Regions from separate parts of the Xenopus laevis genome. Here region 1 is linked to region 2. Evidence: chromatin contacts called from public Hi-C data. All regions are on one chromosome and are shown on one strand. The core of a region is the stretch at or near the end of the contact, and the rest is flanking DNA. Distances in the headings are between cores, read along the strand shown.

What was found. Hi-C and Micro-C count contacts between places; a contact is called where the count stands out from the background.
Region 1: a Hi-C map of the XTC cell line shows a contact between it and region 2, with 5 times the contacts expected there. The contact joins the promoter of LOC121393936 here to the enhancer-like site in region 2. A contact is called at or near these places in 3 of 4 Hi-C or Micro-C datasets (the XL177 cell line, the XTC cell line and animal cap).

Annotation. Positions count from the first base shown.
Region 1 is chr5L:113,773,840-113,780,076 of Xenopus_laevis_v10.1, forward strand. LOC121393936 (leucine-rich repeat-containing protein 15-like) reads left to right here and starts at 4,412. Exons shown (of 2, transcript XM_041563787.1): 1 at 4,412-4,651; 2 at 6,091-6,237. The coding sequence starts at 6,095.
Region 2 is chr5L:113,598,395-113,604,882 of Xenopus_laevis_v10.1, forward strand. No RefSeq gene overlaps it. Among protein-coding and RNA genes, the nearest start is that of atp13a3.L, 16 kb to the right of the region's middle. Within about 2 kb of position 2,432, at least 1 of the 7 cell types and tissues checked has an H3K27ac peak or open chromatin away from gene starts, as enhancers often do.

The DNA.
Region 1 (6,237 bases), core at 3,162-5,661, 180 kb after region 2:
ACCTAAGGAACTGTGAACAGCATGAGGATCCCCATTAAAGTGGTCCCCACCCTCCACACCGTAACAATGATGCCAATGTTATTATAGGGAACAACGATAAAAATATAGGAAAGCCCGTATTTTTTGCAGAAATGGTGGCAACCCTACCTCCCACCTTTTTTGAGCATACATTTATTTAAAAAAATAAATAAATAAAAAGGAATGTTGCAGCTAAGCGGCTGTACTGGATGACAGTTTTGACAAGTTGCAGTGGTGGAACAATGGGTCCAATGGTGATTTCCAGCAGTTAAAAGGGTCTGGCTAATGTTATGGTTTTACAGTAAGAAATTCTGGTTTTTATGGTGAATTTCTGAGTAATATTGACAGTTGGTTACGTTCTGGTCTCTGGTCTGGTATTGGTTATTTCTAGGTATAATGGTCCAAGCAATATAAATCTTTGGGCACAATAATTCCTACTAAACACTACAGCACTAAAATAGAGGTAAGAAGGAGCAGGGATACAGAATGGTAACTTAAAAGAGAAAGTGAATAGGGGAAAACAAATGGAGTGCAAAATACAAAATGGCACAAATTAGGATGTTGCCTGTCTGTGTTCTATTGTTGATAAATTGAAATAGTTGTATTGGTAATGAGATTAAATTTCACTGTATCTTGTAAAAATGTGTCATTGTGCTTGATAAAGTTCTTTATGTGCTGGTTCCACCCAAAGGACAGTTTTAGTACTACATAATTTTCTTTAAATGCTATACAATTTATTGGCTCATATTTTTATTTGCACAGTGTCGCGCTGACAGTGTGTTACTGCCAAAAGCTCAGTTTGGACCTTAACAACCCCCCAAACCCAGTGTCTTCAAAATAATTGTCAGTGAAAATGGCCACTGGTCCGTGGCACATATGCAAGGTAACAAAACAGTCCTGTTATTTGTACCGGCATGCCGTGCTCTCAGCTGCTAAGTCCAGCAGCAAAGATGTAAATAGTAGCAAGCATTCCTGCAAACTACATTTCCATATATCAGGGATATACTGGGCCCCCTTGTTAAATTCATATCTATTCTACCATTCTCTAAAAGGAGACATAGGAAAATAGGCTAATCACTTATGTAAAACACAAAATACATAGTGTATAGCAGGGGTCCCCAACCTTTTTTACTTGTGAGCCACATTCAAATGTAAAAAGAGTTGGGGAGCAACGCAAGCATGAAAAAAGTCCCTTGGGGTGTCAAATAAAGTCTATAATTGGCTATTTGGTAGCCCCTTTGTGGACTGGCAGCCTACAAGAGGCTCAACTTGGCACTATACTTAGTTTTTATGCAATTAAAACTTGCTTTCAAGCTTGGAATTCAAAAATAAGCACGTGATTTGAGGACCCTGAGAGCAACATCGAAGGGGTTGGAGAGCAACATGTTGCTCGCGAGCTACTGGTTGGGGACCACTGGTGTATAGGATGAAGAGTGTGGCAGTATGTAGCTAATGTTTTAGTTAAACCAATAACTATACGTGTTCATGGGAAGTACTTGGCTTATTCTTGCTTTGCTTTTCATCATCTCCCACCCCCAAAAAAAGACTGACTTCCGTCTTATTATTCAGAAAACAACTTTGCCTCAATCATTGAAAAAATATAAATATGGTGCACATAGAGAAGCCACAACTGCAGTGCACTCATACATATCGTGAGAAAGCATACGTAAACACTAGAGAGGATAATCACTAATTATCAGTTCATTCTCAGAAGTCTAAAATAGACTTATCTAGAACCTGCACAGTGCATCCTGTAGGACATTATCTAAACTCTCCAGCTTCTCTGGGGTTTCTGCGTGTGCATGAATTCAAACATCTTGACGTTAGAGACTACAAACAGTAATTCACATACTGTATTTTACAGTGCAAAATATATACCCTTTACCACTATCTACGTGTAACAGAATGTAACAGGGACACATATGAAATAAGAAAAAATACAGATGTTCTTTTTGTTAACGGCAGAATCTGACTCTTAAAAGACATCTCTTATGACAAAATTGTTTCATTACATTCTGGCCTATGCACATGGATTAATTGAGTAATTGGTGGGCGCATTGAAGATTCATCCCCATTGCCCTTACTATGCCCAGATCCTTAACTAACTAACCTATGCGCCATAGTATTTCTCAGTGCTTAATCCCACCCCCTCCCCGCGCCCATCTAGCCTGACATGAAATGTAATTATATAGAGAGGCTGTAGAGAGGCTGTCTGGGCCACTCAGCTCCCCAGCCCCCTCCCAAGGGGTCTGCTTCCTCAATAGTTACACCACTGCCCATAGCCAAAGGACAATAATATCAGTTCTATATTAAAATCCCAAATCTACTTCCAATGCCAATTTTATTAACCATTTATTAATAACCGTAAGCTCCCACTGCTTTCCTACCATAGTAAATAACATGGGTAATATCTCTGAGATGAGCACCAAGGAGGTCCTTGTCTTGTCTTGCTTTTCACATCGCCAATTTGTGGGAAGGCCATAAAGGCAATGGTTTAGGGCAGCAAAATCCTAGGGGGGGCATCAGCACTGAGTACTGAGGAGGGATTCAAATAGGTGTCAAAATCTCCTGTCTGCTCAATCCTCAGTGCAGCCAGGGCAAGAGTGGGCATGAGGTAGGAGTGCATGATGGAGTGGTAAAAGTGGTAAAGTGCGAGAGCATTGTTGTAACAATCCATAATTGGGTTAAGCACTGTTCACCTTAAAGGAGCACTAAACCCTAAAAATTTGTATGGTTAAAAATGCCATTTTTTACATACTGAACTTATTGTACCAGCCTAAAGTTCCAGCTTCTCAATAGCAGCAATGATCCAGGACTTCAAACTTGTCACAGAGGGTCACAATCTTGGAAAGTGTCTACGAAACTCACATGCCAAACTCAGTGGGCTCTGAGCAGCTGTTGAGAAGCTAAGCTTAGGGGTCGTCACAAGTTATCAAGCAGAAAATAAGGTTTGTCTGTAATATAAGCTGATGCTACAAGGCTTATTATTGAATTCTAGTCCTAATTGCACTGGTTTCTGAGCTAACTGTACTGTATTAAGTACTATCCAGCTTTATATTGTCACATTTCTATTTTGTATATACAGTTTTTTGTGAGTACGTCCCTAAGCTCAGTAAGTGACAGCAGCACAGAGCATGTGCAGTGAATCAGCAGAAAAGAAGATGGGGAGCTACTGGGGCATCTTTGGAGACACAGATCTTCACTGCTAAAGGGCTGTGGTTGCTTTGGACTAGTACAGAAGCCCAACACATAATGCACAATATTTCTACCCTACTTTTTTAGTTAAGCTTTAGTTTTACTTAAGGTGCAAATTTTCCCAGTGCAGGTAAATGAGCCTGGCACCAGTCCAAATTAGGTAATAGATTACTGAAAAATTTAAGAAGGCCCTACATGTATAGATGAAATAAAATGAAATGACAATGGTTGCTTCAGTGATTTGAAAATGCCAATGCACCATTTTGACAGATAAGGAAGTGAAACAATAACACAGAAAAGCAATACTGTTTGCGGACCCTTGTATGCCCTCTTTCCATTTAGCCTGTGGGTCAATAAGTCAGAGAGTATAGGAAGTCAGTTCATGTAAGGCGCATTAAAACATATTTTTTCTATTGTATTTTTCTTTTTCCAGGTATCTTCTACTTAATGGGGATAGAACTTATAGCATGGCTAATACCTCAGTAGGTAAGCCTAGTCTTATTGTATTATATAACGTGGGTTACCACCTTTTCTGGAAAAAAATACCGGCCTACCTATATATTTATCATTTTTCCCTATTAATAACATTGGGATCAACCATCATTTTTACTGGCCCGGCCAGGTGGCAACCGTATATATAACTTATGGCATGGCTAGTACCCCAGTAGGTAAGCCTAGTAATATTGTGTTTCAGTCTCAGACACGTTGTTTACATTTGGTCATGTTATAAGATTGATCTTTTTTTTTATTGATTATGTGATTGTCTTACTTTTGGGAGTGCAAATTACATTTTTCTTTGGACACCGGGAGCATCAAAAAGCAAAGTGGATTGGTTGATAGAATTATACTTAATTAATTAAAATCGAAGACCATGTGACCATGTGAGTAGGTGCAGCTACAAACTAACTACTGGATTTGCAATCTAGTTTGCTGCCACAAGCACACAAAGGGTCAGCTTCATCAGAAGGCACTTGCTTTATGTCTGCACATATTTAAACATATTGTTCACGCATTTGAATGGGGAAAATGATCTTATGAACTACGGCTCCATCATGTGGACAATCCTAGTAATACATGAAGAACAACATTTTTTTTTGTTTTCATTTATAAATAATCCTATTTATAATATTGTGTTTTACTGGCTGGGCTATAATGATGAAATTGGGGCACAACCTCAAAGCATTTACATTTATGTATTTATGTTCTGAGCTTCAGTTTGAAAGTAAACATTGATATGCAACACGCAGATGCTGTCAGGCTTCTAAGATGATTCCAGGCTAACCTTATCTACTTAGCCCAGCCATTCTGTATAGTTTCAAGGTAAGTTTGTTTATCAGACCTGTGAGACAGCAAAACTGAGCAACACTGCCAGCTCCAAAGGAACGTTTGTGTGAGATCAGTCCTGTTCCTCAGCTACATAATTCAGGCATGGAACAAGGTAAGATGTTTTTATATATTTACTTCTTTATTCTTACGTAAGTTTGCTCCTTGTCAGCAGCATACAGAGCAGCCTGGGATGAGAGGCTTGCACATTTATTCACTGTTCTGTCAAAAGGCACAAGGATATTCCAGTAGGCTAATGGCACATGGGGCACTTTGGCCATTGTCCATATCTGGTGGGAAACAGCAGCAGTCAAAATGTCTCTGCCTACTTGTCACCCCTTGTAACAATATTGAATGAAAAGTGCCCAGTCATATGAACCGTCATGCTAAAAACATTCACAGGGGACCCTCTGCTCAACAGGCTGCAGCTGTCAGAGAAGGGAATCTGGGGTAATTGGTATATTTTCCATCTTGAGTTGAGGGAAGGGATTGAGAGCAATAATGTAGATTGTAATAGAAATAGTTTTTGTTTCCCTACTGAAATCTTTTTAAAGGGGTTGTTCACTTTTAAGTTAACGTTAAGTTAAGGATGTCTTATTCCTAGCAACTTTTCAGTGGGTCTGAGTCAATTATATGTCGAAATAATTTGACCCCAGCAACCAAAAACCTATTCCCCTGTGAGGCTAAAATTTTATCGTTATTGTTACTTTTTATTACTAATCTTACTATTCAAACCCTCTCCTATTGCCTGGGTAACCTGGACCCTAGCAACCAGATATCTGCTGAAATTGCAAACTGGAGAGCTGTAGAATAAAAAGATAACTAATTCAAACACCATAAGAAATGAAAACCAAATGCAATGTTTAAAATATCAATTTCTGCATCATCCTAAAAGTGAATTTAAATCTACTACTGTCAGGAGCTAATAAAAACAACAAAGTTGTTTCTGCATTATCCCCCGTCTACTGTGGATTTATGTTCCATGCTCTCAGCAGAACCAATCCCTCCACAAACAAAGGGAAAGCCAAGAGAATGATGCTTTCTTCACAGTCACTAAGATAACAGGGATGGTTTGCTCCTGCAAAACACTGTATAATTACCTGAAGCTTCAGCCTCAGCTTAAAATGCCTCATTATTATTCTCAGTAAGCACACATACCCAGGGCTCCATTTGATCTTGTAGGGGTTAAATAATGGCCAGTCTGACCAGGGGTGTAACTATAGAGGAAGCAAACTCTGTGACTGCAGGAAGGCCCAAGAGGTATAGGGGCCCCATGAGGCCTTAATGCATAAACAATTTCAATAAATATTGGTAAAACAGTTCAATGGAAATTCTGGGTCCTAAAAAATAATTTGCTGTGGGGCCCAGTAATATCTAGTTACACCACTGAGTCTGGCCATTATTGATTTCAAAATACTTGACTCAAACCCAATCTTAGCTACGTTCAAATAATGAATGATTACTTTAAAAAATAAATGCCTTTGGAAAAAATAAATTAAGCAGGGAAAGAAAAAAAAACCTCAAATGTAAGAAATGTTTTTGTTTTCTGTTTAGGAAGATGTTGGTCCATTGTATATTGCTCCTGGTATCAATCAAAGCCAGTGGATATGCCAGCACATGTAGGAATCAATATGAATGCCCCAAAGATAACCAGGAAGTCTATACAGATCCCACACTAACTGAGATACCCAAGTCTCAAAA
Region 2 (6,488 bases), core at 1,182-3,681:
TTTTAAAGAGATAGTACTTCGACTATCGAATGGTCGAATAGTCGAACGATTTTTAGTTTGAATCGTTCGATTCTAAGTCATAGTCGAAGAAGCCAAAAAAAAAACTTTGAAATTCAAAGTATTTTTCATTCTAATCCTTCACTCGAGCTAAGTAAATGTGCCCCTTAGGGTTATTTATTAAAATTCGAATTAATCTACTAATTAAAATAAAAAAGCTTGATCAAACTTCCTTTGCCGATTTTGCCTTACTTAAAATATAACTGTAATAAATCAAATCAGGAAAAAAACGCTATAAAATCGAGCAAAAACCCAAATCATACTATTTTTCAGACTTTTCCCCCCGAATCGCTCCATTTTTTTTCGTGTTTTTGCCCAAATTTATCAAATTATTGGGCTAAACCCACTGAAGACCACACTATCTGCAAATTGGGAAAGGAACATCACCCATTGACTTGGACAAGACCTCGACACAGCTAAGATCTGAGGGTTTTCAGATATTGCTTTTTGCAGCATCGGGGTATAATGAATCTCGAAAAAAATCTATTTTTTTTTTCCATGCAAAATTAAAATTTTTGCCCCAAAAAGCCTGACCAGATAAATTTGAGTTTAGTAAATAACCCCTAACAGTATATATAGGATTATCCAACTATGTTGCAAATTGTGTTTGAATTTTCTTGGCTTCTGCAAACTATTAGGATTGGTTTTAATTTTTTATTATTTGTGGTTTTTGATTTATTTAGCTTTGTACTCGGCAGCTCTCCAGTTTGCAATTTCAGCAATCTGGTTACTAGGGTTCAAATAACCCTAGCAAACATAAATTGAATTGCATAAGATACCAGAATAAGAATAGGAGAGGGCCTAAACAGAAAGATGAGTAATAAAAGTAGCAATAACAATAGATTTTTAGCTTTAAATAGCATTTGTTTTTAGATGGGGTCAGTGACCCCCATTTGAAAGCTGGAAAGAGTCAGAAAAAAATGGCAAATAATTCAAAAACTATAAAAATTAAGGCCAATTAAAAATTAACTTAGAATTAGGCTTTCTATACCATATTAAGGGGCAGATGTATCAAGGGTCGAATATCGAGGGTTAATTAACCCTCGATATTCGACTGCCGAATTAAAATCCTTCGTCTTCGAATATCGAACGATTCGAAGGATTTTAATCCATCGATCGAAGGATTATTAGCCTTCCCCATAGGCTAACATTGGCCTCGGTAGGTTTTAGGTGGCGAACTAGGGGGTCGAATTAAATTTTTAAAGAGACAGTACTTAGATTATCGAATAGTCGAGCGATTTTTAGTTCGAATTGAAGGTCATAGTCGAAGGTCGAAGTAGCCAAAAAAAACATTCCAAATTCGAGCTATTTTTCCTCTATGCCTTCATTCGAACTTAGTGAATGGGACCCTAAAAGTTAACTTAAAGGTGAACCACCCCTCTAAGGGTTCAGTTCAGCCAGGCAGTAGAACTGTTGTCTCATTATTAGGATTTGTTATATCCATACTGTAAATGCAACAGGAGTACACATTCTGAAAATATCAGTATGTATCAATATGGATAAATACTTCTTTGTACTCCAAACTACCTGCAGGGCTGCTTTCTTACATCATTTCCAAAATTGGACTTAAAAAAAATGAAGTGGAAACTCCAGAAAAGACAAGAGAAAAAAGAATGATGTAGCTCTGCTTTGAAAAGACCAGAGATTGATCTGGTCTTTTCTAAGCAGAGCAACATCATAAGAATGTCCTCTTTTTTTCTAAAATTGTCTCCTGTTAGTCTGGTTGGCAGAACTGAGCAGCAGGTGGCACTGTTGTCTCAGTTTAATCATATTAGTGTAAATATTGCCATTATCTTGAAAGGGTGAAATGGATGTAGACACAATTTTCAACTGATCTTCATTTTTTTAAATTATTTTTAAATTATTAAGCTTTTTGTCCGGCAGCTCTTCAGTTTGGAATTTCAGCAGCTATCTGGAGATTAGTCCTAGCATCCAGGCAATGATTTGACTGATGGTTTGGAAGAATTATAGCAGAACCTGATTAGAAAGATAAGTAATAAACAACAAGTAACAATGAACTCTCAATTTTAACTACAGGTGTAAGTGACCCCCAACAAACAAATATCATTGCAAGCTGGAAAGAGGCAGAACAGGTAGCCAAATAATTCAAAAAGTAAAAAAAATGGAGACAAACTGAAGGATTACTAAGGATATGCCATTCCATTGTATCTTAAAGTTAACCCGAAGCTCCCACCAAAGAGAATCTTACAGCAGCCCCTCTAGCATTTCCAGGCCAAACCTGAGTGTGGTTGTAGATTATCTGTTTCTTAGCATAGTTATGGTAAGTGCATATTAAAACATGGAAAACCATTAGGTAGTATGTGTGGGATGAATTGAGGTGTTAGGTAAAAAAATAAAAGGACTTATGTTAAAGGATTGAATGAAAAGCTGGATGTTAAGTGATCTCTTGAAAGCCTGGAGGCTTTGTGAGTACCAATGGGAAGGGGGATGGAGTTCCAGAGGATGGGTTCCATATGTGAAATGTCCTGGATGTGGGAATGTAAATAAGTAATGAGTGAGGAGGACAGAAAGAGGTTATATGTTACATCTTGGGTTATACTTGGTAATTAGAGAGGTAATGTATGGCTGTGCAACATTGTCGACTGCTTTGTAAATGAGTATAAATACCCTCTGTGTATGACAGCTAGCCAGGACAATCTATGATGATATCTTTAAGGGGGCTCCTTTTGCCTATGTATTAGAGCTCACTTTATTAAAATCACCAGAAATCCTGTCTCTCTACATGCAGGGTTTGTGCCAAAGTCAGTTATTCTGTTTGACCTGGAATACGCTATATGATTAAGCTCTAATCTTCTCAGAATCAAAAATCTTTTCAGAATTTTGATACATTTGTATAAAAACCGCTACATTCAGACAAGCTCTGTTTGGTAGTTAGGAGTAGAGAGACATAGTTACCCCTTTTGGAATCAGCAGCTTGAATTACTGGGGGTGAACTATGAGAAATGGATATTCATTTAAGGCTTGTTGTTTGAAATGACTGCATTCTGACAAAATGACACACTGATCCACATGACAAATATTTGTTCATATATTTCAGACGGTTAGGACATTTTTTGTAAATGAGCCAAAATTTAGGCTGCTGAGAATCTTGTAGGACTCCCCAATTTTATAAATTGTCCCTATTATATATTTCTACTATGGACTTATTTTATTAACTTGTTTCCAGAATTCAGGCCATAGCACACCCAACTGCTTTTAGCTAGAACATTTCAACTGGCAGAAAAGGGCCCTAGACTGCCTAGTTGTGGACAGGTGTCAGTGTTTTCAACTTAAAAACTGTTACAGAGCATTTTTAGAGCAAACTGCTGATTTTTAAACATAGGTTTTAAATGGCAAAAGTGCAGGTGCTCAGAGCTGCCAATCCTGTCTTCATTTTGTAACTAATTTCTTACTGTTTGCTATAGACAACTGCACTTTTGCAATGTACCACATATCTGTTTGTAAATCAGGCCCAGAAAACTTACTACGCCTTAACTTTCACATGATTCCCATTCAAATCAATTGGAGCAGAGGGTGGCGATTAGGTCAACTGATACATGCAGATGAAAAGAACTGTGTGCGCCACAAACTTTGCCTTATTTTCACCTCTGGGCTTGGCCATTGACAAAGCCATGAGTTATCAGGTGATGTTAGGCAAAGGCCTCTGAATCAGCTTGATTGTCTGCAGAATATTTTTACAGTTTTCCATAAAACGCACACAGCAAATTTCTCTCTGCCAGCAAACACAGATACCAAACTAAATGTGGCCTTTAACATAACTTAGTACATGCTTCATTTCTTTTTTCTTTGTACAGATTCAAACAACATCTTTTAAGATTATGCCAATGAGCAGAACACTTTAGTTACTACTGTTATGGATAAACCAATGTCAGACTATCAGGTAATATTTATATTTAACTTGCTTCTAGCTTCACTTGGTTGCAGTTATTTCCCATCTTGTGTTATATTTGGGATCTTCTGGTACATGTATATTCTACAGCTGAAACCATATTTCGATAAATAATACTTTTTAGTTCTTTCCATAGACATCACCACCTATGTCAGTAAAACGGAATCCCCTCCAGTTACTATTCCTGATGAAGGTAAGGATTTTTTTTTTCAAAATTGTAATCTTGTTTAACAAAACCAAATCAAATAAATATTATTTTCCAAAACATATTAAGGGTTTCTATGATGTTGCAGGGTACACTTGTGGTTTTAGCCTTATCAAGCGTACAAGAGTGCCTGCTGATTGAGTTTCCATGGAGCTGTTACCACCTTGAAGGTAGAGGTAATTCCATGGTTCAATAGGAGCAAAAGGCTTGCGCCTAAAGAATCACACGCAGGCATAATTTAAACACTGAATGACACAATCCCAACTTCCAATTGCATCCTCGATTCGTCAATTGTGATACATTTTTAAGTTCTCAAGACATTATATAAAGTAACATTTGCTATAATAGCATAGGACAGAGAATGCACAACCCATTACTATACAAGCTAGAACCAAAACATTTACTAACATCCTTGTTACTCTTTCCATTCAGGAAATGACACTTAAATACAATTGTTTTGCCCTGGACAAAGCGCCCAACAAAACCCTAAAACACATGACAGGTCATTTATTATTCACCAGGGTGCACACCTTGGGTGGGCGATATCCGGCTAATCTGATAGTTGGCCCTAGGTCCAAACAGTCAAATTCAGGTCTGAACTAGTTGTCAAAATGGGTCCTGGCACTTCAAGTACACAGAGACATAGAAAGCTCCCACCAGTCCACTAAATAATGCAGCAGCCCCTCTGGCAAATACAATAAAATGGCAGATTGTAGCCTTCTTGCACTTTGCACACTGTGTTTTATTGTAAATGACCCATATTATTTCTTGGGAACCAATGTAACAGATGAGGTGGACGATGAGAAAGATGAAAAGGAAGACATGCCCATAAATGACCTTGCAGATGAAATGTATGATGACATTAATGAAGATGAATCTAAACGCAACAGAAACCTGTTTTACAATGTACCAAAGATTATTGTCTGGAAATGCCTTAGACTATGAATAGAAATGTATTTTATTTAGCATATTTCAGTAATAACTATTATTTTTCTTCTTGTTTGCCACACCCACTACTCAGGCTGCCACTACTGATGCAGACACACAATAAAAGGTAAAGCCATTGTTATATTATGACACACTATATTATAAACACTATAATTAGCTGACATCCCAAATATATTTTGCCTTGACTGTTAGGGGCAGATTTACTAAGGGTCGAATTTTGAACTACAAAAAACTTCAAAATTTGACCATCGAATTAAAAAACTTTGAATTTGAATATCGAATTCGAAGTCTTTTGAACAAATTTGGCAATCCTGCGGTCGAATAAAAATCGGTCGATTGTATGCGTTCGATTCAAACGATTTAATCGTTCGATTCAAATGATTTTTAGCGATCGATCAAAGGATTTCTATTTGACCAAAAAAAAAACTTAGAAAAGTGCTGTGGAAGGTCCCCATAGGCTAACATTGCACTTCGGTAACTTTAATTTGGTGAAGTATGAAGTCGAAGTTTTTTTTAAAGAGACAGTACTTCGATTATCAAATGGTCGAATAGTCAAATGATTTTTACTTCGAATCGTTCGAATCGAAGTTGAATGGTCGAATATAGCCTATTCGATGGTCAAAGTGCCCAAAAATTTACTTCGAAATTTGAACTTTTTGACATTCGAACCATTCACTCGAGCTTAGAAAATCTGCCCCTTAGTCCCATTATAACCTTCTGTACAAAAATTCATTCAACTGTTTCCGATCTCATTTCTTTACAGAAAAAAAATGCAAAACTTGATCAGGGGTTGTGTTTTGGGCATTGGATGCCTTCTACTTATTCTTGTACCATGTTGCTTGGACTGCTTAATTTATCGCTTGAATGAGTAGGCATTTCATTTATCTACATATTTTATCACATTTCTTTTTCACAATTGAATAATGTATTTGTGTTTTTTTGTTTGTCAGTTGTAAAGAAGAATTAAGCCAAGCTGAAGAAGGTAAACGTCTAAGAGAGTGTATCATGAGAAAGATGAATCAAAGGAATATATATATATTATGCGTGTGCCGGACTGCAAATAATCCGGGAAACAGTAAAAGTGACTATACTTCTTTCCCTACCCTTTGCCCTCTATTTCCTTGAATTCTTCATGATTGTAAGAAAACTAATCAAATAAAGAATATTTTACAAAACATATTAAAGGGGTTGTTTCACCTTTAAGTTAACTTTTAGTATGTTATATAATGGACAGGTCTAATCAGAAATTCAGTTTTTGAATTATTCGTTGTTTACTCTGACTCTAGTGCTGGCATTCAGTGTTTAAATTATGCCTGCGTGTAATTTTTCTATTGAACTATGTAATTACCTCTACTTTTAAAGTGGTAT